Linked DNA regions of Triticum aestivum: region 1 is linked to region 2. The links are chromatin contacts, called in public Hi-C maps. All regions are on one chromosome and are shown on one strand. Each heading gives the region's core, a stretch centred on a gene start, on an enhancer-like site or on the middle of the called end of the contact. The rest is flanking DNA. Distances are from core to core; before and after follow the strand shown. Region 1 holds the start of LOC123085314 (protein TPR3). Region 2 holds the start of LOC123085313 (patatin-like protein 6).

The links. Hi-C and Micro-C count contacts between places; a contact is called where the count stands out from the background.
Region 1: a contact with region 2 is called in a Hi-C map of leaf, with 2.2 times the contacts expected there. The contact joins the promoter of LOC123085314 here to the promoter of LOC123085313 in region 2. A contact is called at or near these places in 1 of 5 Hi-C or Micro-C datasets (leaf) and 1 of 1 datasets of contacts at active chromatin or transcription factors (leaf).

Annotation. Positions count from the first base shown.
Region 1 is chr4A:87,444,611-87,449,020 of IWGSC CS RefSeq v2.1, reverse strand. It overlaps LOC123085314 (protein TPR3), which reads left to right and starts at 1,423. Exons shown (of 27, transcript XM_044506938.1): 1 at 1,423-1,726; 2 at 1,859-2,024; 3 at 2,117-2,296; 4 at 2,380-2,493; 5 at 2,607-2,765; 6 at 3,955-4,132; 7 at 4,216-4,318. The coding sequence starts at 1,945.
Region 2 is chr4A:87,036,012-87,040,306 of IWGSC CS RefSeq v2.1, reverse strand. LOC123085313 (patatin-like protein 6) reads right to left here and starts at 2,153. Exons shown (of 2, transcript XM_044506936.1): 1 at 479-2,153; 2 at 1-385. The coding sequence starts at 1,600. The coding sequence ends at 119.

The DNA of each region.
Region 1 (4,410 bases), core at 174-2,673, 410 kb before region 2:
TGGTCCTTTTTTGTTTGCACGAACACCCCTTATTGATAGCAAATACTCACCCGTTCTTATTTAGTTGTTTTAGATTTTTCTAGATACGGATGCATCTAGACATGTTCTAGACAAATACGGATGTATCTAGCGATCCGTATCTAGACAAATCTAAGACAACTAATTTAGGACGGAGGTAATACATGGATAATACTCCCTCCGTCTAGGTGAGTAAGTCATCTTAGGTTGTGCACCGTGAGCAAGGAGGAGGAGAAAACGAGAGACCTTAATGTTTATTTGCTAATTAATAGCATTGCATGCAATGAACTAACCACTGCATGTCGTGTTTAGTAGTCTTAAGTCATTAAAAGCATGCACACCCCTCATCTTTTATTGGTTGATATGTCAAGAAATAAGAAATGAAGTAGAAATTAATGCACCGTGCCTAAGTGTTTTGGGATTATTTGGTTTTCGTAAGATGACTTACACACCTAGACGGAGGGAGTAAAATATTTGTGAACGAAATGGCAAATCCTGATATCTTAATTTGTCTTGTACTGTAGTGAGATAAGAAATACTAGTTTCGAATCAAAATAATAATAATAGTAAGAGATGGAAAAGGCCGATTTTCTTTGAGAGAGGAGAGCATTAAAAGGCGTCTTTTAGTTGTTGGGTACAGACTGGACACGTCTTCATTAAAAGCAAATCCAAACGCGGATTCTTGCGCTAATGGCGATGGAGCCCGATGGACCCTACCACCACCTCCCGCGTCTGATCAGCCTATCACACACCGCTTATCAGACGGGATAAGTAGATAAGCAGATCGCGAGACGCAGACGGGCTGATCGATAAGCAACCACTCTTATCAGTGGCAAACACGAGAGTTTCCTATAAATAGGACCGCGAGGTGGTTGCCCCTCCCTGCCCTAGCTAGCCCCCAACAACCCATTTCCTCCCCCCACAGCTCTTCTCCGGCCCCTCCAGCCACAGAGCTCCGTAAGTGCAGCACAGCCTCTGATTTTGCTTTTCGTTCCGAATTATGCAGTCGTTGGTTGGATGTCTTCGATTCGAATTCGATCCTGGATTTTTTTTTTGCGGGGGCACGGAGTTCGTTCTGCGTATGCCACCCATGCCGAAAAAGATCCGGCAGCAGGGTCGGAAAGGAGGAGCCCCGGCTTTCCACGGGCCCGATTCCTGGGCTTGGATTGCATTTCTGGGCGAGTTTTTTTTTCAAAATCGTTGGGATATGTGCGTGCATATATGGCAGGTTCCGGAACAGATCTAGGGTTTGGGTTCGGGGCGAACGCGTGCAGCGAACGTAATAAGGCGTGTGTTTCTTTTTTTCTTCTCTTCTCCTGTCCGAAACGATAAAGATATTTTATCCTGCACGTTCTCGTATGTCGTTTGGGGAGTGTGCGGGTATATATAGACGCGCAGGGGAGGGGGGAGGGGGTTCCATTATCGTCTCGTCTCGTCCGATATAAATAGGGGAATTCTGCTCCATACCCCCGTTCCCTTTTGTTGACTTACGATACTGCCCCTTGCCTCAGTCTCATCCTCCCGGCCCTCTCGGTCCTCTCGCGATAGCCCCGCCCCGGCCGCCCCCCAAATCGGAAGCCGCGCAGCCCCCGGATCTCCGCCGCCGGCCGCCCCGCCGAGCCGCCTCGAGCCCTCCGCCGGCCCCGCTCTGCTCGCCCCGCGCGGGGCGGAGCGGAGGAGATCCGAGCCGGGGAGGTTCCTTCCGCCGGTAAAGCCCTAGCCCGCCTGGATCGATCTCGCTTTTGATCTGTTTTTTTTCTTCCCGTCGTATGTTGTTTCCGCCGCGGCTGGGCTGTGAGCGATCGTGAACTGAACATGGAGTCCGAATCTTATTCTGCAGTGGGGGGTCCTGCGCCCCCGCAGGCTAGGTTTACGGCCAGGTTGCATCCGCCCCGCCTGGGTGGGTGAGGAGTCGGGGACGCGGGGATGTCTTCTCTCAGCCGGGAGCTCGTCTTCCTCATCCTGCAGTTCCTCGATGAGGAGAAGTTCAAGGAGACCGTCCACAAGTGAGTGATTCAAACCCCCACCCCAAAAAAGTCAAAAGTTGGTGTTGTTCGTTTGTCTAGCGTGCTCACTTGGAGCCCTTGTCCCTGTGTAGGCTTGAGCAGGAGTCTGGCTTCTACTTCAACATGAAGTACTTCGAGGATGAGGTGATCAATGGCAATTGGGATGAGGTGGAGCGCTACCTCGGGGGCTTCACCAAAGTCGACGACAACCGCTACTCGATGAAGATATTCTTTGAGATCCGCAAGCAGAAGTATCTCGAGGCCCTCGACAAGTAAGTGCAGGGGTAAGAGGTGTATGTAGAATTGTAAATGCTGGACTGAATTGATGACTGATTATCTGTTCCTTTTCTGTCAGGCATGATCGGTCCAAGGCGGTTGAAATCTTGGTCAAGGACTTGAAGGTGTTTGCATCCTTTAATGAGGAGCTGTTTAAGGAGATCACACAGCTATTGACTCTGGAGAACTTCAGGTAAAATCTGCGTGATTGCATTTGCTTATAACGTTAGGTTCTTGCCATCATTTGTGTGGCTCAAACCGTTACTGGACTGCTCAGTGATTGGTTTTTGCTTTTATTATTGATAGGGAGAATGAGCAGCTTTCCAAGTATGGTGATACAAAATCTGCAAGAGCAATAATGCTTGTTGAGCTGAAGAAGCTGATCGAAGCTAACCCCTTATTCCGTGACAAGCTTCAGTTTCCCAATCTGAAGAGTTCTAGATTACGGACACTTATCAATCAGAGGTAGCACATAAAGAAACATAATAATCTTGGCACCCTTACTCTTTGTTGTATGGGCATCTTATTTATTCTTATATGCTGCATATTTCTTGCTGCTGAACTGCTGATGCTAGTTATAGATCTACTAGGCGAACATTCTTTAATCCAATAAAATTACTTACCCTCATTTCATCCTTTGTAAAGCTGACCCAGTAAAATGTTATAAGCTAATGAGGCTGTGCCCCACATTCTGTTCTCCCCAAATTTATTTAAACCAACCGTTCTTGGTTAGGAAAATTTGACCTGGCTTTATTTGCCATAAGTTAAGTGAGGGCTGCTGTTCATTCATTTTTAAGAAGATGCAAATCTTGGTTTCTTAATGTTATAATCTTGTACATTGACACATCTCAACCATTAGGTATTTACATTGTAAATAAGGTTGCTCTTCGTGACGAGTTTTGTGGGTCCTACAGTCATAAATGTCCAAAAAATTGAGTCACCTGTTTGCATTTACATTTTTCCAGCAGTCCAATACAATTTGAAGTTTAAATAAGTAAAGAATCTCTGTATAAATTGCCACCAATATTTGTTAACCTGCAGTCTCCATTTCTTTGGAACCGAAACTTGTAAAGATGTTACAAATATTTGCAGATTCATTCCTTGATTCATTACTATTTACCTTTCCATTATTTATTGTCCATAAGTGGGTATTCCATTAGATTATCAGAGTCAGTCCTAGTTGACGTTTCTGGGTTTAATTTCACATCCACACGTTTGTGAATCTTCAGATTTACCATATATGTTTGGATGTGGAGGGAAAGATCATTAATTAAGAAGTCTATCTATGGGCACGGTTTGCTATGTGTAAAAAAATCATATTATTGCAGCATGGTGAGTTATTGTCAACTTCAATTTGCTCGATGCAATCAACCTGGGTGTCACGCTCAACCGAGCTCCATCCTAGATGACATTGCGCCCCACCACATGCAAGGCCTAAACCATGTTCTTTGCTCTGCCGCCAGGCCTGAGTGGGGTAATTAACACGATGGAGGATGTTGTTTGGATAAGAATAAAATTCTGTTTAACTTAATTTGCTTGTGAAATTGTTGTTATTTTTGCTTTTGTTTGTTATTTTTGAAGGAGGTGGAAGGTGGGGACCCCACCATTAACTCCATTTATCATAGTAGTAATGTTATTCTGTAATATATGGCAGCTTAAACTGGCAGCACCAGCTTTGCAAAAATCCCAGGCCTAATCCTGACATCAAGACCCTCTTTGTTGATCATTCTTGTGGACAACCAAATGGTGCACGTGCTCCATCACCAGCAAACAATCCACTACTTGGATCTATACCTAAACCTGGTGGTTTCCCCCAATTGGGCGCCCATGGAGTAAGCTTGTTGAGCATATCTGGACAATTCATCTATATGTGGAAGTGTACATTTATTGATAATCTGGTTTATGTCTGTTTCAGCCCTTTCAACCTGCACCAACACCTGTCGCACCTCTGGCCGGTTGGATGTCAAACCCTCCAGCAGTAACACATCCTGCTGTTTCTGGAGGTGCTATTGGATTTGGTACTCCTACGAATCCTGGTACTTATGTTTGTTAATATTGCAAGGAATTCGCGAACGTTATGAATAGGTGGCATTGCATGGTTGATTAACAC
Region 2 (4,295 bases), core at 904-3,403:
ACTGCCACGTAAAAAGTGCAGCAGAATTTTCCGTCCAAAGAAAGCGAGGAGAGGCCTACAACATGTCGTCGACCCTTGCTCCACAGCACGGCGGTGCACGGCCACCAGCCAGCGCAGCTCAGCCCAGCGCCGGCGCCTGCTTGAACGCGACGGTGGGCGCGATCCGGGAGCCCCTGCCGCGGTGCTCAGCGACGAGCTCGGCGGCGAACCACTCCAGCTTCTCCGCGTTGGTCTGCTCCCCGATCCGCCTCCCCTCGAAGAGCACCGACTCCACGTTGCGCTGCTTCATCGCCTCGTCCGCCGCCGCGAGCAGCGCCTGCACGTTCGCCTGCGTCGGGTCGTACTCCCCGTCCGGCCCGCACGGCGGCATGCTCTCCCGCTTCGCCTGATCACGCCAGAGTTAATTAACATCCAAGGAAACGGCCGTGCAACATGCCATAAATGGCGGGCGGGCCGAGAATTTGCTATGCTTGCTCACCTGAATGCGCAGGTAATTGGACGAGTGGCATTGCCCGAAGGCGCGTGCAACGGCGTGGTCCACCAGGTCGGCGGCGCCATCGGCCGCGATGCGGGCGATGGGGCGGGCCCACTCCTTGGGGCCCCACCGGCGCATGCGCGTGATGTCGGCGTCCGCGGTGGCCCCGGAGCCGCCCGCGCCGGAGCAGCCGCCGATGGAGAGCACGAGGAGGTCCTCGACGCCGCGCACGAACGGGAACTCGTGCTTGTTGTGCAGCACGTGCGTGATGGCCGCGGCGGCCGGGCTGCCCATGGTCGGCCCGCCGTCCACCGCGGCGCAGGAGGTCACGCCGTCCACCGACGCCACCTCGGCCGGCTCGAAGCGGCCGGGCTCCGACCAGGCCGCGCGGCCGACGTCGGAGAGGCGGAAGTCGTAGCTCCCGCTCTCCAGGGCGTCGGCGCGCGAGAACAGCAGCGGCGCGGACGACCTGAGGTCATAGCAGGAGATGAGCACGGGCTTGATGGTGTCCCGCAGGGTGAGCTCCTCGCCGAACGCGGCCTTCATGGCGACGCTGAGCGCCGCCGTGGGCGCGGCGAGCGGGCGCTTCTTGGCGCGGCAGAAGAGGGAGGTGGAGCCAGCGGGCCTGCGGAAGAGCCTGGGCGCGTGGTCCGCCACAAGGCGCCAGGTGTCCTCGGCGCGGAACAGCGGGGCGCCGCGCGAGTGCGTGGAGAAGAGCATCGCGGCGAAGACGCCGCCCGCGCCCGTGCCGGCGGCGAGGTCGAAGAAGTCGGCGACGCGCGCGTCGGGGCTCCCGGAGGCGCGCTGGAGCGCGGCCTCGAGGTGCGCGAGCGCGCGGCCGGCGAGCAGCGCCCTGAGCCCGCCGCCGCCGCCATCAACGCAGAGCACGCACACCTTCCCGCGCTGCGCCGCCTTCCCCGTGGCCGCCATGGCCGCCTGCGACGCCTGCGCCGGCGGTGGCGGCGGCGGCTTGGGCAGCCAGAGCTGGTGCGGGTCGGTGTAGCCGAAGAGGAACTTGCTCTCGAGGATGGAGAAAATCTCGTAGTTGAGCTTGTCGGCGTCGGCGCCCCCGTGCTCCGCGTCCTCGTGCACCCGCTCCACCTGCATCTCCTCGGCCTCCTCCATGCCGGTCAACAAATTCCCGGCGGAATCCCTCCCCTACGCGGAAAGGCAAACAAAAACAGGATCTCGCGAGGATTCGCAAGGATTGCGCCAAAGACCAGCCCGGCTGCTGGCTTTAATTCTTGTCTCTCGCTCTCTCTCTCTCTCTCTCTCTCTCTTTCGGTGTCGCCGCGGTCGGTCTACGGCGCCACGCTCGCTCGCTGGTGGCGCCTTTTGATTCTTGCGCGCTGCAGAGCACGCGAAGAAAGGAAGGAGCCCAAAGAGAAAGGCACGCGAGTTATAGAGAGAGCCGAGAGAGACCAAGCTAACGGAGGCGAGAAGAGGAGGCGGAGGTCGTCGTCTTGTCTCTCTTCACCCTCGGCTGCACCGTAACCGATGGACACAACGCTCCTGCCGGGCCACTGGCTGGGCGCGCCTCACCTGGTCCACCGGCGTGGGGCTGCCTGCGCCGTCCATTCCACCTCAAGATTGGCGATGCTGGCTGGCGCATGTGGACCGGGTGCACTCATGCTGGTGCGGGGGCGCGGTCGTCAAACTGGCTGTGGCTGGGTTCCAGGGTTGAATAAACAAACGGACAAATGAGTACAGACGTGCTACTGCTTCTAGTCCTACTCATTAATTAAGCAGCGAACGAGGGGCGGAAAAAGCGAAGGAGGAAGCGATTATATTAATAAAACACTCATAAAAAAATGGTTTCGAGGGCAGCGTAATGGGGGACTAATCATGATTGCGGGGCTGGGTTAACGCCTCAGGACGTGGTCGCCTAGACCCGGTCCATGGCTGCGTGGCATGCAACGGGAGTGGAGGTGGAGCGCGACCAGACAGGGGCGCAGCACTCGACCGCGCCCGCACTTTGCTGTGTCGTGCAGGCAGCGGTACATCTACAACGTACGCATTTCTTTTCCCTTTCCCTTTTAATTTCTTTGCTGAGAGCCTGTCGGAGGCGGCAGCAGCAGCAGTACTAGCAGCATTCTGCAAAGACATGTCAGTCAGTCAGCGTGTATGCTTTGCTCCAGTGCAATACTCCTACTGCTAGCTGTGGTTTTTTTCTTTTATCCTTTTCTTTTTACTGCCTCCTGGAAAGGCTGCTGCGAGGTGGGAAATAGACCTACATGCCTGCATGCCGGGCAAGTTGAGGTGCTTACCGCAAGAAAACTGCGTGTGTCGCGTACGGTTCGTAGGAGGTGGGGAAAACGAACTGCATGCACGTGACGGTGCACAAGACTGGGTCTACCCGGCGCCGCGCAGTCCAGACAAATAAGAAAAGGCGGTAGGATGGTGTCGTCGAACTACAGGGCCGAGTTGAGTTGAGGGGCGCACGGCCCGTGAGCGCCCAAAACCTTTGATTAGGGCAGGCAACGGGCCTCTATCCTATGCGCCGGGCCCACCGGGCGGCGGTCAAAGGCAAGAGAGCACTAGTGGTAGGGGTACAAGCCTAGGCAGGAGGAGAATGGCGTGGCCGGTGGCCTCGACCGCACGGACATTCTAGCGCTAGCGCAGCAGGTGGATGAACAGAGCAGATCAGAACAGAGCATTTCCTACTCCGTTCGAGGACGAGAGATGGGTGGTGTGAGCCGTCTCGGCCACGCCTCTTTGGGTCGTCAGCCAGCGCTGTGCTGGTGGCGTGCGTGGCTCCTGAGTCCTGACTGCACCGGCTCGGCTCACGTGTGCCACGACCGACCATTGGGAACGGGAGAATCCACACGCTCCCAATGCCGTTGGTCGTTGGTCATCTTCGTCGCCGCCGCCTCCTTGGCTCCTGCCCGCCTGGTCAATGGGCTATGGACAGACAAAATCATCACCATTCTCTCTGGCTGGAAAACATCAGTTATTATTACTACCACTTGGCTGAGTTTAGGGGACGTGCCGGACGTCCGGGATAGTCACGATTAGTATATACGGATTTGTTGATTCCAGTTAGACCGAAAGACACCGGCGTTGGGAGACTGCTGTATTTTGCCATTTCAGATGATTTCCCTTTTTCCTCTACAGATTACTTTTCCATGCACAATTACTGTATATACTTTTTTATATGCGCAATTACTAACTTGTTGTCAGACACAAAAAATGAACGCTAAAGATAACCGGTAATTCTTCCTTTTGCAAACTCCTAAACTCGTTGGGAAGCTTCATGAAACAATCTCCTAACTTTAGCAGCCATAAATTCCGCGTTTGCTCCCTTCTGTATAATCCAACTATAGCTGCCTTCACACGCGCATCCTTTTCATGTCCGGGGACTTGAACTTACGTCCGACTGTTGTTTCATGCCACAGACGAATTCTAAGTGCTGCATCGTAGAGTGATAGTACCTCGCTCGATAGATGATCATGTTCAACCGGTGCGCGCCGAGGCCCGGCAGAGGACGTCAGTGGCATGGAAGACGTATAATTTTTTGAATCCGGATCTCTTAGTGTTCTTCTTTGCTGAACGGAGCGGTACTAAAATGATGTGACTTCAGAACAATATTGACAAGCGATAGCCTCTTAGTATTATACTCGAAGGCACACTTATCTCTTATATTTCTTTTCAGTGACGAAACCATGATTAATATTTCTATTTTTTTTTTGCGGGGAAATAAAGACTATCGTACCGTCGTTCTTATTCATGTACAAAATTATCTTTGCTAACCTTGGACGAATGCAGCCATTGGATATGTTTTCATATTTGTTGTACATACAAGAGCAGCATTAGAAAGGAC